2 separate regions of the Lactuca sativa genome follow, and region 2 is linked to region 1. The links are chromatin contacts, called in public Hi-C maps. All regions are on one chromosome and are shown on one strand. Each heading gives the region's core, a stretch centred on a gene start, on an enhancer-like site or on the middle of the called end of the contact. The rest is flanking DNA. Distances are from core to core; before and after follow the strand shown. Region 1 holds the start of LOC111895529. Region 2 holds the start of LOC111895526 (MDIS1-interacting receptor like kinase 2-like).

What was found. Hi-C and Micro-C count contacts between places; a contact is called where the count stands out from the background.
Region 2: a contact with region 1 is called in a Hi-C map of seed, with 9 times the contacts expected there. The contact joins the promoter of LOC111895526 here to the promoter of LOC111895529 in region 1. A contact is called at or near these places in 4 of 4 Hi-C or Micro-C datasets (bud, leaf and seed).

Annotation. Positions count from the first base shown.
Region 1 is chr5:357,789,305-357,792,287 of Lsat_Salinas_v11, forward strand. LOC111895529 reads left to right here and starts at 1,603. Exons shown (of 3, transcript XM_023891617.3): 1 at 1,603-1,878; 2 at 2,006-2,168; 3 at 2,262-2,571. The coding sequence starts at 1,754. The coding sequence ends at 2,390.
Region 2 is chr5:357,944,200-357,947,505 of Lsat_Salinas_v11, forward strand. It overlaps LOC111895526 (MDIS1-interacting receptor like kinase 2-like), which reads right to left and starts at 1,761. Exons shown (of 2, transcript XM_023891613.3): 1 at 1-1,761. The coding sequence starts at 1,726. LOC111895522 (a long non-coding RNA gene) reads left to right here and starts at 2,847. Exons shown (of 2, transcript XR_006183849.2): 1 at 2,847-3,306.

The DNA of each region.
Region 1 (2,983 bases), core at 353-2,852:
TAAAAAGGCATGGGAGTATGTGATAAAATTGTATATTGTAATGAAAGTACCATCGTCCATTTATTTAAGGGAAAATGACTTATAATGGTAATTATGTTTCAAAATCATTCACAAAACGTCATTTAAGTTTGATATGTTCAAAAAACATCTAATTAACGTCTTTGTACAAAAAAAATACCAACGAACTACATATTTTGTTTAAATGTCACCTTATGGTGACCGACATTTACCGGTAAAAATTAATTAAGACAAAAAAACAAAGGAAAATGAATCAGGATGGTAACTATGTTTCAAGAAACGTTCAAAAAACATCATCCAAGTTTGGTCTGTTAAAAAAACACCATCTAAGTAAGGTCTTTGTACAAAAAACGCCAACAAACTATATGTTTTTTCAAATGTTACTCACTAGTAACCGACTTTTGCAGGTTAAATGATGATTTCGCCTAATTATTATGACATGGCATGATAATTAGTGATATGACATTAATTGATATATTTCTTTTTTTATAAATCGAATTAGGGTTTCTTCATGAACGAATGACTTCTTCTTCACCTCTTATTGTTTATTCTTCTACTAAATCGATGATCACCAAGTCAAGCTTACACATTTAAAAAGACACAGAAAATATTTGAAGATACATACATACCCTTGTGGATATAGACATCCTTCTCGAATTTGGACATCAACTACAAAGACTAATCTTGGTAAAAAGTTCGGGGGTTTGTCTCAACCGAATGGTAACTTTAACTGAAAGCTTTATCATGTCCTTTTACTATATATTTATTTGGTTATATGATTCATTTTTTGAATATATATATATATATATATATATATATATATATATATATATATATATATATATATATATATATATATATATATATATATAAAAGGTTTTGCTATGGATAGTATAACAAGACCAATATATATTTTTAAATATGTATGTCAATTTGTAATATGGTGAAATGTATTTGTTGTTGTTTGCATCTTGCATGGCTACAAGTCATGACTACACTAGAATGTATTGCAACTATTATGCATCTTCATTCCTTGAGCTATTTATGGAGATGTATCCCCTTGTTTTCACAAATTTTTGTTGTTCTTTTATGAAGAAGTCCTAAATCAATTTTTAAAAGAGGATTGTATCAATTAATGTCATGTCACTGATTACTATGACATATATTAATAGTTAAGTCAAATCATCATTTAACCTACAAGAGCTGGTTAGCAATGGGTAATATTTGAACAAAACATATAGTTTGTTGGTGTTTTTTGTACAAAGACTTTATTTAAATGTTGTTTTTGAACAGACCAAACATGGATGATGTTTTTTGATCGATTTTGAAACATAGTTACCCTCCTGAGTCATTTTCTCATATTTGTTTCCTTCGTTAAATGTCGATTATTATAATGGTGACATTTGAACAAAATATGTAGTTCGAAGATGTTTTTTATACAATGATCTTATTTGAATGATGTAATTGAAGAGACTAAACTTGAATGATATTTTTTTAGAAAGATTTTGAATTATCGTTATAAGTTTTTTTTCCCTATATTTAATTTAAAACATTTAGAGACAAAATATGTATAACTAAAAGCAACGTGTGTTGAAATCAGCTACGTGTCCTCCGGATCCTAGTCAGTACCGATCCATCTTCATCAATTGATTTAATTCCCTTCTCTCATTCTCTGCATGTCTCTCTAAAACTCAGCGCAAATCAAAACAACGAAAAAACTCATAATTAGATCGTAATGGCGTCAGATCTGAAACCGGCTTACGCATACACGGTGGTTTACGTCAAGGATGTTGCTAAATCCGTCGAGTTTTACGGTAAGGCATTCGGATACCCTGTTCGCCGTTTGGACGATTCCCACAGGTATATAAACAAATTCATTAATGGATCGATCCATAATTTCTTGATTATTATGCATATGGTGTAATGAATTCATCAATGGATCGAAATCAGACACGAAATGAAACATGTCGTGGTTGGTTGTTGATAGATGGGGTGAGCTAGAAAGCGGACAGACAACAATTGCGTTTACGCCGGTGCATCAACATGAAACGGATGATCTCACCGGAGAAGTTCAGGAACAGAAATCGAAAACCAGAAGGAACCAACTTGAGGTTTGCTTTGCTTATGCAGACGTGGATGCTGCATACAAGGTGTTTGTCTGTTTGTCTGATAATTAATTTGCCTTTTTGGTGTTTATATATGATAAGATTTTGGATTTGTTTATATGACGGTTTGAATTGCAGAGGGCGGTGGAGAATGGGGCGGAGGCGGTGTGCCCGCCGGAGGATAAAGCATGGGGGCAGAAGGTGGGATATGTTCGCGATATCGATGGGATTGTGGTGAGGATGGGAAGCTTTGTGAAGTCGCGTTGAATCTTGTGCATACACTGTGTGTGCGTGGGGGGTTGTGGTGGGTCATGTGTTAAATAATACTTTATTATATACTAGTAGTATATTTTGTTTTTTTCATTGAGGTTATCGTTTCACCATTTCTTCATAAAACTCATATATGGGATGTTCGCTTGTATGTAATTATCTGAAATTAAAAGAATAAGGACATTAATGTAAACTACAATCATCAGAAGTCAAATACACTATCATATCAAACTAACACTTAGGGTATATGTTGTTAATCTGAATTTTTAAATGGTTGGAAATGTCAATCTGCCATGTGAAATAGAAAGAAAAGAAGAAAAAACATTTGATGAAAAATTATGATATTTTTTATTCATATACATTCACTCTCTTAACAATTAAGAGGGTTATGAATAATTAAGAGTTTAAGACATAAGAGGCTATCAAACGTCTTGAACATGAAAAATTAAATGTTAGTCTTTTAATTTTTTTTTTTTAATTAAAAAGCTATCAATTAGCCTTTTAAACTATTTATATTGATATAGAGCTTAATTTTAAATATTTATAAGTATTTTAATTGCTAATTTTAAATGAACATTCTGTGTGAATGC
Region 2 (3,306 bases), core at 511-3,010, 160 kb after region 1:
CGGTAAGCTGGTTATCTTCGAGTTTTAAAACACCTAACCTTTGTAAGTTTCCAAGCTCAGACGGGATTTTTCCGGAGATTCTGTTCCTTCCCATATCCAGATTGATTAGGTTTTGTAATTTTCCAAACCGGGGACTGATTTCACCTGTAAACTGATTACCACCAACATCTATGTATGAGAGATTAAAGTGCGCAGCACCAAGTGTTTGTGAAATGTCCCCAGAGAAGCTGTTTCCATCCAGTCTGATCCGATGCAGCCTTGTGCAGTTCCTTATGCAATCCGGTAACAACCCCGTGAAATTGTTGCCATTCACAGTGAACACCTCAAACTGAAAACCACTACACAATTCAGAAGGTAGTTCTCCAGAGAAACTGTTGTCTCCTAATCTAACATTTATCAGAAAAGGATTGTTCTTCCCTAATTCTGCTGGAATACCTCCCCAGAAATCATTCTCAAACAGAGAAAGATCAGTAAGGTTAGTAAGTTTAGAGAGAGTAACAGGCAACTGTCCAGTCAATCGGTTGCTGTTGAGTTCAAGTTTAAGCAATGAAGTCAAGTTTCCGATCTCCGGTGGAATTGTTCCACTGAGATTATTGCCGGAGAACTGCATGGTTTGAAGGTTTGCCAAGTTTCCAATGGTTAAAGGTATTGAACCTGAAAGTTGGTTTCTTGAAAGAGCCAACATCTCAAGGTTTTCCAAGTTCCCAATCTCCATAGGTATGGGCCCTGTGAAATTGTTATTGTACAGAAAGAGAATCCTGAGATTTGTCAAGAGCCCAATCTCGGGTGGGATCTCCCCACTGAAAAGATTAAATTGAAGCTGCAAGGAGACCAATTGAGTCCAATTGGTGATGAAATCAGAAGAAATCTCACCAGAAAGATTGTTTTCAGAGATACCAAGTTCAGAAATCTTTGTCAGATTTGATAAAGACAAAGGCAATACCCCGGAAAGAGAGTTGTTAGCTAGTGCTAAGAATGTGAGATTAGAACAGAATCCAAGCTCAGAAGGAATTGAAGAATTGAGTTGATTTGAGTGGAGATCTAACTCCCGAAGATTTTGAAGCTTACCAATAGAAGAAGGGATCTTTCCTACAAATGAATTATTATACAATTCAAAAATTTCAAGATTGGACAACAAATCCAAATCCTGTAAAATATGGCCTGAAAAAAGGTTGTCTCCTAGCCTTAGATGTTTCAAGTTTGAAAGATTGTAAAAGCTCGTGGGCAATGGACCTTGAAACAAATTCTCTGTGAGATTAAGGTATCGGAGGTGTGTCAGCTTTCCAATCTCTGATGGGATTTCATCTTTGAAATTATTTGAGCTCAAATCCAAGAACATGATGCTGGAGAGGTTGCCAATGGAAGATGGAATCGACCCACCAACATTGTTATTGCTTAAATCAAAGTGAGTAAAATTTGGGAATGAAGAAAACTCAAATTCTGTTAGTGTTCCAGAAAGAGATGAATTTTGGAGGGTAATTTTGGAAACCAGACCACCTTCATTGCAGACAATACCAGTCCAGTTGCAGACGTTCTGAATGTTTCTTGAAGACCATGAATTCAGCAAAGCATCAGAAGAAGATGATGATGATGATAATAAGGTACGCTTCCATCTAACAAGAGCTTCTGCTTGTGTTGTTGATGTTGATATGGTCTTTAATGGCAGAAAAGAAAGTAAGGCAATATAAAGGAGCAGATTCATAATGTTTTTTTTAAATGTTGCCATGAATGGTTTGGGTTTTGTTGAAGCTTTTTCATGCTCATAATATTTTATAGTGCTTTTTCTAACTCGTCAATGATAGGTAATAAATAGGACAAATTTGTACTATACATGTGAACTCATATTGGGGGTCAATAATCATATTAATAACACTTCAAACGTGTCATCCAAATGCATCCAAGCTATTCAATCAGTTTCATATATAGTATATTTTTTAAATCCAGTCAAAAATGTTTGAATGACTGTGACATTTTAAAATGACAAAAATACCCTTCTAAAATAGAAAAATAAGACATAGTTGGTAAGAGGAGAGTGGAGACCAACGTGTGGGTATTCTCCTTATGGTCTTCGTCTTCACTGAAATGTTTGAAATGCATTTATATTTTGTTGATGAACTTTGTCTTCTCAGGTCTTCTTCTATTCCTATTTATAATTGACTTAAATTTGTTTTATGTATAAGTTTATAACAATGACATGATCCTTGACGTCACTAAAATTTACGTACATGTCATTCAAGTAAAAAAAAAAGACTACCTAACTTATCGTTGGTGTCATTTACACCAGATATGGGACAAAAAGCCCAAAAACTAAAATTGAACATTTCATAATTACAATTATAATATCACAATAAAACATCGTTCATATTTTTTACGATCAAAGATATAACAACAAAAGAGATTGCTTTGTAACTGAATGTGTGGGGTTATTTTGTGGCTTACAATTAAGTCTAGGGTCCAGGTGTGAAAAGTCCAATAAAATGTCAAAAGTCTTCTGACCTTGACCATTTAAATGAAAGGGTATAGAGACATTTTTTTGTTATAATTTATGGATAACACTTAAAAAATGGTCCTATGGTGGTTCGTAATTTTTTGTTGCAGGAAACTTGTCTAAACCCTCAAACTTTGTAGAATTTTTTTTATCCATTCAAAAATTGAAATGACTATTATATCTTTTTATTTTAATATTTTACTAATTAAAAAAATAAGAGAAGGCCTAAACATCCATGTCCCTGCCTACCCCTCTCTCTCTCAAAATATATATATATATATATATATATATATATATATATATATATATATATATATATATATATATATATATATATATATATATATATGAGAGAAAATCGAGAACATTTCAGAACCACTAAATATTTTATAATTAAAAATATATTTAAAAAATTATCCATCTACCCAACCCAACCACCAACACTCTTCTGAAACTACACCACCATAGAGATCAAGGCCATTGCCGTCATTAGAACCACCGCATCATCGCCTCTCTCTCTCTCTCCTCTTGGATAAAGGATTGTCTCCATTCTCCATCACTGAACATGGCCAAACATCGTTGATTTTCTGATCATTCACGTAGGGTTTCAAAAGGAGATTATGATCGATTCAACATCAAGATAATCTATTATCAGTAAAACATCAAATTCAAACGTTCGTGTAATCACATACATTCTCCATATTAGGTTTTTATCGCACTCAATCCTCTTTCATATTCGTTATCTGATTCGGTCTTGCATTCAATTTTGCATTCTTAATATATGAACGATTAGTCAATCGGTGGAAAGAATTCAAGGG